2 separate regions of the Mus musculus genome follow, and region 1 is linked to region 2. The links are chromatin contacts, called in public Hi-C maps. All regions are on one chromosome and are shown on one strand. Each heading gives the region's core, a stretch centred on a gene start, on an enhancer-like site or on the middle of the called end of the contact. The rest is flanking DNA. Distances are from core to core; before and after follow the strand shown. Region 1 has its middle 65 kb from the start of Gm29960. Region 2 has its middle 100 kb from the start of Gap43.

Region 1 (5,823 bases), core at 2,579-5,078, 270 kb after region 2:
ATGAGTCTATAGGCAACTGACTACATGAGTCTATAGGCCTGAGTACATTATTAGACACGTTCAGTGTTATCTTTTTCATCTGTGTTTATATCCAACACTATAGTGCTTTCAGGTTTCTGCTTCCTCTCTCTACAAATATTCTGGTATTAGAGAAACCAGTCTTCCAAATTCTTGTGGTTTCTGCTAAATGAGTCTGGAAGGCATGCCTCTGCAATCACAGTGATTTGTTTTCCCTCTTCTGAGTATTTCTTTAACCTATCATGTTAGCTCACACAGTCCTTATAGATAAACACTGGCTGAAGTTTCTCTCAGCTATATCACTGATTCAGGTTGACAGATAAACATTTTCTTAGATTTCTATTAATTTTCATGTGCCTCATATGATGCATTTCCTGACTATCTGCGGTGGCTTGAATATGCTTGGCCCAGGGAGGTATGGCCTTGTTGGAGGAAGCGTGTCACTGTGGGGGAGAGCTTTGCCAGACCTTCCTTCTAGCTGCCTGGAAGTCAGTCTGCTCCTGACAGCCTTGGGAACAAGATGTGGAACTCTTAGCTCCTCTAGCACCATGCCTACCTGGATGATGCCATGTTTCTTGCCATGATGATAATGGACTGAACCTCAGAACCAGTAAGCCAGCCTCAATTATGTTATCCTTTATAAGTGTTGCCTTGGTCATGGTATCTGTTCACAGTAGTAAAACCCTAAGACATTATCTGAAATTGACAAGATGGACTTCATACATCCTATAACCAGCACTTCCTAACTCATCTCTTTGCTCAAGAGAGTTTGCTTGATGGCATTACATTCATGCTATGCTATCATATTCCTTAGTCCATCTGTCTTCCTATTTATCATCCCTTCTACCCCAGTGTTACAAGTTTCTAATTAGACATTAAGAAAGAACTCTACAAATCTGTGAGACTACTCAGTTTCTGTCCTTTGTACTTGACAATGGTACAGATGGTAAATTTTATTTGATGTGTTTTAGTTTATCACATTAAAAAATCCTGTTTTATTATTTTTTTAAAAGAGTGGTTTTGATTGTATGTAAGGAACAGAAAAAGAACCAAGTCATGTGGCTGCAACCTTGAAAAGCAGATTGGGTTGAAAAGTTGATGTTCATGGTTTTATTTGAAACATCAGTTTTCATGAACCATGGAGCAGACCATGGGTAGGAGCAGAAGGAAGGGCTTTCTCCATACTTTTAGCTGAGTGTAATTTGGGTGAACACTAATTGTGTCTTTCAGTCTTGAGGTTCTATGGAAAGCACCCTCCCCCCACCCCACCCCAGTGCCAAGCCGTAAGCTGGATGTCAGTCCTTTTCACTGACACTGAATTTTTACCTCTTTCTCGCCTAGGTAATTTTGTAGAAAGACAAAATGGAACGTCACAATAAGCACCATAAAGGTGCTGATTTCGAGATGTTGTTTAAAGGATGCTGTGATCCAGGCATGGTAATTCACAGCTGTAATCCCAGCACTGGGGAGCCTGCAGTGAGCTTGATGCCTACCTGAGCTATGCTGAGATACCCTGTCTCCTAAACATGACAGGTAAATAAAACAAATTAATTAGATACATTCAATGAAAAAAAGCTCCTTAAATGTATTTCAAGTCAGCTTTCCAATCCTTTTTAAAATCCATGTGTGTTAAACACATGTGTGTCCAGCTGTGCACACATGTAGGAGAAACAAAAGGCATCCTACCGTATCACTCACTGTCTTATTCCATTGAGGGACAGGATCTTCCATCAGCCAGCAAGCCACAGTGATCCTCCTGTCTCTGCCCCTCACCCCCAGTGATGGCATCACAGGTGTGTGGGGCCACATGTAGATTTCTACATGGGTGTTGGGGATTAGCCCAGGTCCTCATGTTTATGCAACAAATGCTTTTTCCCCAGGGAGCCATCTCTCCAGCCCTCTCCATTCATTCAAAATAATTCAATTAAGGAAAAGATGAAAAAAAGAAGGAACAACAGCCCTGAATCAAATCTATGAAAAATTAGCAACCAGTTAACAAGGAAGGAGCTATGAAATATTAAGATGGGAAATGAAGGGTTTCAGATATTTTCAAACATTTAAAGTACCACATCATAACATGGGAGCCCACCCTGGTAAGCTGGTTGCAAAAAGATTCTTATTTAAGGGAGGAATCTTTCTTCGATACCAAACTAACGAGAGGTAGATTGTGCATTAGCATATAGCTAGCATTTTGGAACAGTTTCCAGCTGTGCAGGAAACACTGAGAAGCAGGAAAATGGAGCCCACTCTCTGCAGTCATCAATCCGTGTACAACACTTATGGATTCCAGGAAATAAAAAATCGCTCATTCCACAAATATTTACCAAACCTCATCTGGTCCCTTACACAGACCTAAGAAGCATCTTCAATAGAATTCCAAGCTTGTCATTGCTCAGGGACCATCCTCTCCAGCATCTAGGTGATGCTCCCATTAATGCCAGCCTTCCCCACTAGCATCCATATTTCCCCCATTGTAACTAGGTAACTAGGTAACTAGGTATTACCTCTAGTGGCAGGAAGAGAGAACCCCATCAAAAGGTACATAGAAGTCAAGGTCAACACACACCTAATTTGCTTTTCCTTTATGTAATATGGTCTCACTAGGTTTCTGTAAAATGGAGCCAGGCTGCTAAACCCAGTGAGATGTACAAAGAAAAGGACATTATTGTCATGCTCAAGGAGGGCTTTACTTAAAAAAAAAAAAAAAAAAAAAAAAAGGAGCGGGGGAGAAAATATCTTAGTCTGAGAGCACAAGGGAGGGGCCATAAACATGATAGTTGAGGACAGACTACCAGAGAAGCCCCTTGAAGCATTCGGCCCATGGCTTACAGAGCATTCGGTCCCTGTTTAGCACAAGGACAGTCTAGAGATGCTCTGTCTATCTGCTGATCAGAGACAAGGCTGCACAGAGGAGTGCCACTTAAATCCCATTCCAGCTGCTCCCCATGTCAGAAGTCCACACCGGAAAACTGGAATAGGCTCTGATGTGAGAGAGCTGCCCCATGGTTCAGAGTAGCAAGAACTCGGACCTGCTGACCGCTTGCAGCTCTGAGCACAACAGAATGTAGTAAAAGCCTTGCAGAGATGCAAAATTAGATGAGTGGTCTCCGGGGAAATGAATGAATAAACACTAATGTCTGCTGTCTGACTGTCTACTCATTTGCTTGTGATATTTATATTGAAGGCCTTCAGCGTGCTGATCGCATTTTAAAAGCCAAGTATGTGTATGCTGGTTTACAAGTATACAATCTAGAGAATGAAGCCTAGTTGATCTAAAGAGGTCTGTCCCCATGCCTCCCATCTTCACAGGGAAGAGGCAGAGGGGACAGAGGCAGCCTGCAACTCAATGAAGTTTGCCTATTCAGGCTTTGACCTTTGCTCTTCTTGTCTTGCCAGTGACACTGAAGATTCTTAATCTAGTCACTTGAGATGACCTGTGTTACTAGAAACCATTACGGTCAAAATGAAAACGCATTAAAAGGCAGGTAATATGCTTGCTACTGTGATACATGGGACTTTATTCTTCCTGCAGAGTGCAGAGCAACGCGAGTCTGCCCCATCAGCACAGAAACAGGACAATCTTTCATATGGATGAAATAGCCTTGAAAGCTTCGTCACTGCAGAGCAGAGAGAAGCTACTAAAATGGTTCTTCTTAGCCTCTTTCTGCTGATAAAAAAAAATGGAGAGAGAGAGAGAGTGAGAGAGTGAGAGAGAGAGAGAGAGAGAGAGAGACTGCACCACCTCCCAAGGGCTTCAATGCAGTTGCTATGGCAACACTATATCTGAGTCAGAACTATTAACAATCACCATGGCAACAAGTGTCTCACTTGCCATTTCCAGAAACTGGATGCGTTTGGACTGAAATCATCACACCATGAAGAAAGGGGTGGGGCCTCTCTCTCACTAGGAAACAGAAATACTTTCTCCAAATACCTTACGCAAAAAAAAAAAAATGTTTTAAGTAAAATGAAGTTAAATAGGAAGGGAATCATGTTGTTATGAGCCACACAACACTGTCTCTGTAATCTTATTGTTTGTTGGAATTAGTGCCAAAAATGTTAATAATCAGGATGTTAAATTTATTTTACCCATAAGTCCCAGTAAAATCTTTCATATATATGAGTGAACTTCCTTCCTGTTTTGTCAACGTGAACAAGAACACATTTTATATGTCTTGCCTGGCTCTCTTCTGTATCTGCGTAATCTCCCTAGCCTTACCCCGTCAGACACCCTCGTGAATATTTAGCACAGTAGAATTCTTTAGAGATTTGTGGATCACACTTGTCAAGCAGAAGAAATGATCGTGCTTATTCCTGTAGAGGCACCGAAATGGAGGGTGTGGTGCTGTTCGAGAAGAGGTCATGTTTCAACTTGGGGCTCTTCCTACTGCACAGTTTCAGATACAGAATGCTAAAATAGTTGGTGATACTGGACTTCACCTCAGGTGTGACCTCAGTGAGTGACTGCACACTGGCAGAAAAATCAACACTAGCTTGCTCTTTCTTGAGACCTGTTGGTTGAGTTCTCTTTGCTTTTTCATGACCCTTCCTTCCCTAATTGTCCCAGGATGCATTTCACTGCCAATGTTCCTGCCTCCAATCTATGTCATGTCATATTCTTGAGGTTTCTATCCCAGGGCCAAAAGAGGTTACCTGGTAGCCTTGAAGATAATTTCTCCTGTACTTTACCAATAGAAAGGTACAAGAGTGATGTGAAACAGATTTTCCTAAAACAAAAGCCAAATGAGATCAATGCTCAGATTAATATCTTTTTTTTCTTTTCTTTTCTCAGAACCTTGCTTAGTTAGAACAAGAATTCTCTTACAGAGACAAAGTTTGGAGCTGAGACAAAAGGATGGTCCATCTAGAGACTGCCATATCCAGGGATCCATCCCATAATTAGCCTCCAAACGATGACACCATTGCATACACTAGCAAGCCTTTGTTGCAAGGACGGTGATATAGCTGTCCCTTGTGAGACTACCCTGGGGCCTAGCAAACACAGAAGTGGATGCTCACAGTCAACTATTGGATGGATCACAGGGCCCCCAATGGAGGAGCTAGAGAAAGTATCCAAGGAGCTAAAGAGATCTGCAACCCTGTCGGAGGAACAACATTATGAACTAACCAGTACCCCAGAGCTCTTGACTCTAGCTGCATATGTATCAAAAGATGACCTAGTCGGCCATCACTGGAAAGAGAGGCCCATTGGTCAGGCAAACGTTATATGCCCCAGTACAGGGGAATGCCAGGGTCAAAAAATGGGAATGGGTGGGTAGGGGAGTGGGGGGGGGGGACTTTTGGAATAGCATTGGAAATGTAATTGAAGAAAATACGTAATAAAAAAAAAAGAAAAAAAATTTTACCCCCTCAATAGAATTACCTATCTGTGTTTGAAATACTTGCTTCAGAGCTCACACCTGGGAGACCAACAAACTCAGAAACTCAGAAAACAAACTGAGTTTCCTCAGTTTACCTGTCACATGAGAACAGAGGTGACAGGACCTTTTTCACAACCAATCCTAGGCTGCTGGATTATTGCAAGGCAGGATTTCTATAGAATAGTAATGGATGGAGAAGAGAGAGAGAGACAAAGTAGGTGCTCCTGAGGTCAATGTGAAAGAAAGCCCCGGGGAAAGGCTTTCAAACCTATTGTTGAGCAGTAACCTCAAGGGCAGGAGGGTGGAGGCTAAGAGTCAAGACTTCCCAGCTCACAAAGACAGTTGTTCTGGGGGAAAAAAAAAAGTTGCATCTTACAAGGAACCCACAGGGGTCAAAGGCTCCAACAGTGCTGCCTGGTCTTAG
Region 2 (6,292 bases), core at 2,487-4,986:
TCTTTCCCCTCTGTGGTAACGAGGGATCAAACTCAGGTGATCCGGTGTTTCATCAAGCACCTTTACCCACTGAGCTATCTTTCTGGCCTCAGATTTTATTTATTGTTTTTAAATTACAATGAATTCTTCAAAATAGCAAAGCACAAAAGAGTAAGAGCAGTGATAGAACCTAGTGGGGAAACCCTCCACTCAATTCCCGATTCGGCATGCACCCAAAAAATCACGAAGGACCATCTTGATGTAATTACATGAGGTCGTTTAATTATGGAGCTCCGGACCTACATGCATCCCACACAGGAGATAATGGATGTCGGCCACGAGGCTCGGAAGCTAGGGGTTTTTATGAGGTAAGGGGCTTAGGGGTGTGGAATTCAGCATAGCGACACACTATTGGCTTATTCAAACTTCAGCAAAAAAATTACATGTACGTGCAGGGTGTCAGAGTTCTGTGAGTTGTTGACTCCAGTTTAGATAGCCCTCTTATGTCTTCACATTCCTCTTTATCTTTAAGATTAAGCTGTTCCCAGGTTTGTTTTTCTTTTTTCTCAGCCCCAGGCAGCCTCTAGGCTCACAAGCAACCAGCAATTTCTGAGTACTTTATATGACTTACAGGTCTTGAAATTTCATCTTTCTTTCAACAGTACAGTTTTTTTCACTTTGCATTCATCTCACCAGAATTTATAATCCCAGCACTCAGGAGGCAGAGGCAGGCAGATTTCTGAGTTTGAGGCCAGCCTGGTCTACAAAGTGAGTTCCAGGACAACCAGAGCCACACAGAGGAACCCTGTCTTGAAAAACCAAAAAAAAAAAAAAAAAAAAAAGAGGAAATCGGTATCTACTAGGTGAGTCCCAAGTGGGCCATTTTATAGTTGATACTTTTTTTCAGAATCGGTACAAGGGTGAAGTAAACTATAACACCTTGTAAGCTAGGAAGAAACAAGACAATTATATATGTTGTGCTCAGTGGAAAGTGGGAACGTATTTACGTTCCAAGGGAACTTTGGATTCAGTCAACCATTCCGAAAGAGGAAATGACATAGTGATGTTACAAAGCAGGCCATGGTCAGAAACCTGCACCCAAGGTTGGCTTCATCTCTAGTCAACTTTAGCGTCCTTTTGGCTCTTTGTCAACTGTGAAATGAGAGAATGACTGGATGGTTACCGGGTCCCTTCTAACTCTCAAAAGTTCTATCTTAAACCCAGAAGTCAATCACTGTGCGTCATGGCCTAGCGATCACATGCTCTGCTCTCTTTCCCTTTTCCCTTCATCTTTTCTTCACTCCTTCTGCTTTAGTCTCTAACTTCCTTTTGTTTGGTACTTGTGGTCTCCATTAGTTTATATTTTGTCTTCTCTGCTTCCTCTACTAACGCTGTCAATTAGTCACCACTCACCTTATTATTGTAGTCATTTCTAGATGCCATCACGCAATATTGACAGCTAATTAGAAAAAAAATCCCTGGCACATACTATGTAAGAGCATCCAAGTTCACTGAGATGAGTGTGTGCGGGTGCCTATTTGAGATTGGGAAGCCAGAGGGGTTATGCTGTGATTTAGAACCTTGCCAGCGAGCCCTTAAGTAAACTGGAAGTCTGAGGAATCTGCAGACAGCCATATGACTAAGAATGAAAAAAAAAAAAAAAAAAAAAAAAACGATTAAAAGGAGCTGACTTGTGGTATTCTGTGCTTTTATGAGTTTTTTATCCCCAAATCGTTAATATTCAGCTGCATTGCCAAAACTCTTTGGAGATGTTTTTATTATAGGTATGTCCCTTAGCAAACAGGGCTGGAAACAAAACCTTGGTAACTAACATTTTCGTGACACAGAAACCATGACTAATTTGAGCACATATGTCTTTTCTTATTCATCTAGAAATAACTGCTCTCCTCTAATTCCTTTTCCTTTCGATATTTTCCTCCTAAATTCAAGCCAAGAAATAGCCCTTGCCTTCCACGTACCTTAACTTATTCCAAAACTTTCCTCAATTTGTGAGCAAAAACTACAAGGCTAATGCATTCAACTCCGACTGTAAATGACAGGTATTTTTTTTGAAATCGAAAAGCATCTTCAGTTGCATTGTGGGAGTCACCTCTTCATTTCTACACCATCCCTCCTCTAAAGACAAGCTCTGTCGAGCACGAATGGTTCTTTTATTTTAGTGTTGCCTTGTTCCAAGAGATCTGCAAAGTCTTCCATACGTATATACTGCTTCCTCATCTTCAACACATGCTTTACTTTATAAGAATGTTGAAATATAAATGTATATCCTTGTGCTAGAATTATAGGCTGCTGTGGGCCAACCAGTGTGAGTTCTGGGAACTCCAAGGTGCCTATGTAAATTGAGTTGCCTTTATTCTTTATCAATTTAACCTTTCCTTGGAGTTCCCATATCATTAATGACTTCTTTTTTTTGTTTGTTTGGGTTTTTTTTGTTTGGTTGTTTTTTTTTTTTTTTTTTGGTTTTTTGGTTTGTTTGTTTTTGTGTTTGTTTTTGTTTTTTGTTTGTTTGTTTGGTTGGTTTTTCGAAACAGGGTTTCTCTGTGTAGCCCTGACTGTCCTGGAACTCACTCTGTAGACCAGGCTGGCCTCGAATTCAGAAATCTGCCTGCCTCTGCCTCCCAAGTGCTGGGATTAAAAGCCCGGCTCATTAATGACTTCTACCCAGCTCCTCTGCATGCTTATGACTACTGCTGTTCCCATCCAAATATAAGGACCTTGAAGGAAAAACCACCCCTTACTCCTTAGGCACATTCAGACTGCAGCACACCTCAGAAAGTGTTTTTGAACTGACATGGTTTCATTCCCTAAAATTGGCAGACACTGATAACTTGTGATGGCTTTCTTTCTTTTCTTTTATTCAAACCCCGCCCCGCCTCTTGTGTGTGTGTGTGTGTGTGTGTGTGTGTGTGTGTGTGTGCAAGCGTCACATGACTGCAGTTATCTAGGGCAGTAAGCAATGTTCAAGTGATTATAGCAGAAAACCGAGATTCCACCAGCGCCCTGGGAATTGCAGCCAGAGATCATCTGAGCCACATGCTTAATATTTTAAACAAGAGGCATGGTCCTTTCAGAGAGGTCTTCGCTACTGATTCTCTCAAAGGATTTAGTCGCTCAGCTACATTTAACATTCACTGGGTCAGACCTTTATCCAAGATGACGTCATCTGAATCCTCATGCAATTCAATTTTAGCGTGTATTCCGCCAGAGTACCTCCCCCCATCCTGCCCCCTGTCTCTTGGTAGACAGAGACAAGGCAAATAAATAGCAGTTAATCTGAAGCGTGAAGCTTTGGAAAGCCTTTAGCCAAGGTTTGTATTTAGTTACCCTCTGGGGGGGGGAGGTGCGGAAGAAGGAAGGAGAGGGCTCAGCCCCCTCATGGCAGTAGGAACCTTTAAGAATTGACTTGGGGAGAAGAGAAAACTCTCAAGCTGCTTGGGAAGGAGCCACCCACAAGGACAGGGACTTCCAGCTGCCTAAGTAATTCAGTCCCCTACATACTGATATCAGAAAGGAGCCTTTGCAGGGTATTTCTCACATGCGCAATAAGCAGCCCTCACCACCTCCCCCACCCCCAGAGCTTCCGTTTTGATTCATCCTCAAAGTGGAAGGCGCTTGAATAACCTAGCTGAACTTTCCTGTTCCTCTGTTTGAAACCTCGAACACAGGCTGGATCAGCCTCACTATCGGCCTGCCTTACTCCCTTTTCTTAACCCTCCTCCTTCCCAGACTCTCCATCCTTTAAATACAAAAGTCCTGGTTTCCCTCCCTCCTGGAGCAGCCATTGACTTCAAACAGGGTCTCCATGGAAACCAGAAGCAGTTTCCTGCATCCTGGAGCCAGGTTCTCTCTTCTAGGTGAAGCAGGGCCTTAGGGAGCTGCAAGAAAAAAGAGGTCTCCTGATTAACGTGAATCTGATGAGGAGGGGAGAGAATTTAGGCAGAGTGGTATGAGTTAAGATAAAAGGAGCTAAGGGTTCAGATTCTCTCTCAATTTTTATTTCAGTTTAACACCGTTCAGAGGAGACCTTGGAACCAAACAAGAAATCTCAAGGTCCAGGTCTATGGCCCCTAGTCTGTCAGCATCCAACAGAGGTCTGTTAAATATGGAGATTGTTTAGGGATGACTTTACAATGAAGTCCCGACTACACTTCTCATAAAAGCAAAGCATTTTTTAAAAGCATTTAAAACGAACAAGAGAACGAAGTCTTTGCTACCGGCTACTCCATTTTCTTTTCATGTACACTCTGCATCACCCCATGCCGCAGACAGAGCTGTACATGAGAATTTAGTGCATAGCCCCCCACCCCCACCTGACCTGAAGGCATGGAGAAAACTCCTTGTACCTCCAGGACTCTGTTACCCCTTCTCCTGATTGATAGACACCTTCATTCATATCTGGCTCTCTAAGTCCAGAACGGCACCTTGACGCTCTTACTCAAACCCATCTGTCCTGAAGCATGATCCTGTCATGGTCTGCCTCTTCCGGAGGTCTCAAAGCCCTTTTCCAGAGTGAGTTCTGTCATCGACCTGAAGGTTCAGTAGAAGACTACAAACAGACCTCTGCTGGCTTCCCCAGTTTACTGTCAGTAGGTCTTGCATGGCCTTTGCTCTTCAGTCATATTTCTGGGTCCACTGAAACAGTTTGTTCTGGAACTTTGTGTCTTCTCTTCTGAAGTTCCTAGTATGTTGTGCAACTTTAGTTAGATAAAATTGTTTTGCTTTTCTCTATTGATAGAGATGTGAGTTTTCCCCTTGCAGTGGGAAAGATGTCGCTTCCTCCTCCCTTGGAGCCCTCTCCCTTGGCATACTCAAATATATTTTTGTTTGTTTGTTTGTTGGTCTCTGTCACAGCTGCAGCAAATGAACAAAAATGTATTTGCTGAAAACAATATAACTTTACTATGTTACATATCTAGAAGGGCATCAGAGGTTTCACTGGATCAGAACCAAGGCATCTGTGGTGGTTTTAGAGCATGCCGGTGTACTTTGACTCTCCGCCCTCTAGAATCCCTAACCAGCAACAGCATCACTCCAATCTCCGTTGTCCCATCTCCTTTCCTGATCTTATCCTCTTTGCCTTCTTTTAAAGATGTCTGTGTCCACGGTGTACACCTAGGTAGTGCAGATCAGCATCTCCATTTCAAACATCAATTTAATTACACCCACTACATCCCTTTGGGAATTATTCTGCCTACCACATAGTGTTTTTTTCTATCTTAAATATGGTGCCACCTCATCAACCACTTGCCTCTCTTATCACTGAGTCTGTCTTTTCCTTTGATGGACAAGTTTTTCTATGTGTTGTTTACAAGAAGTAGCCCATACTATCTCCATCTCCTCACCAGGCATTTCCTTAGCTCCCCACTAGAATTTATTTCTGTCCTCTTCACAGTGCAAAACTATCACGACAAAGTTCAATATTACCTTCAAATTGCCAATTTCAGATGACATTTACCAGTCAGCTTCTACTTCCTTGCTAGCATCCTTTGACATTTTTGAACACGTCCTTCTGTATAAAACTTTCTTCCTTTGATTCCAAGATATTTCTTTCTCCCCCTCCTTCTTTATCCTCTCTGGATTCTACTCTGTTATCATCTTGTCATCTGCCTCTCTGTCTTACTTACCTTTATATTGCTGTGATGCAACAGTGTGACCAAGGAAATTTATAAAAGAAGCCATTTAATTTGAATGGTTCCAGGGGATTAGAGTCCATGACCATCATAGTGGGAAGCATGGCAGCAGACAGGCAGGTATAGATTTGGGGCAGTAGCTGAGAGCTTAACATCTTGATCCACAAGTAGGAGAGAGAGAGAGAGAGAGAGAGAGAGAGAGAGAGAGAGAGAGAGAGAGGGAGAGGGAGAGGGAGAGGGAGAGGGAGAGGGAGAGAGAGAGGGAGAGAGAGAGGGAGAGAGAGAGAGAGAACTGGGAACAGTGTAGCCTTTTAAAACCTCAAGGCTCATGCTCACTGCCATGCTTCCTTCAAAGGCCACACTTTCAAATCCTTCTCAAACAGTTCAACCAAATGGGGACAAAGTATTTAAATATGATACAAACCACCACACATACCAATTGCCAATTAATGTTTTATAGGAACTTGCTAGACAAGATAGCTTGGATGCTTGCTTAAAAATGATGAATATCAGCAGATCTAGTGAGTCAAAATGTACTTAACAGATTCTTTAGGATACCTTGTGTATTAGTTTTCTTGTTGCTCCGACAGAACGCCTGACAGAAGCACTTTACCAGAAGAGAGATTTCTCTCGGCTCACAGTTGTAGATTATAGTCTATATT

What was found. Hi-C and Micro-C count contacts between places; a contact is called where the count stands out from the background.
Region 1: a contact with region 2 is called in a Hi-C map of the N1E-115 cell line, with 2.5 times the contacts expected there. The contact joins two enhancer-like sites. A contact is called at or near these places in 2 of 484 Hi-C or Micro-C datasets (the N1E-115 cell line and cortical neurons) and 1 of 9 other capture datasets (embryonic stem cells).

The regions. Positions count from the first base shown.
Region 1 is chr16:42,714,398-42,720,220 of GRCm38.p6, forward strand. No RefSeq gene overlaps it. Among named protein-coding and RNA genes, the nearest start is that of Gm29960, 65 kb to the left of the region's middle. Within about 2 kb of position 3,829, at least 65 of the 459 cell types and tissues checked have an H3K27ac peak or open chromatin away from gene starts, as enhancers often do. A contact at or near this core is called in the N1E-115 cell line and cortical neurons, where this site is marked.
Region 2 is chr16:42,441,540-42,447,831 of GRCm38.p6, forward strand. No RefSeq gene overlaps it. Among named protein-coding and RNA genes, the nearest start is that of Gap43, 100 kb to the left of the region's middle. Within about 2 kb of position 3,737, at least 66 of the 459 cell types and tissues checked have an H3K27ac peak or open chromatin away from gene starts, as enhancers often do. A contact at or near this core is called in the N1E-115 cell line and cortical neurons, where this site is marked.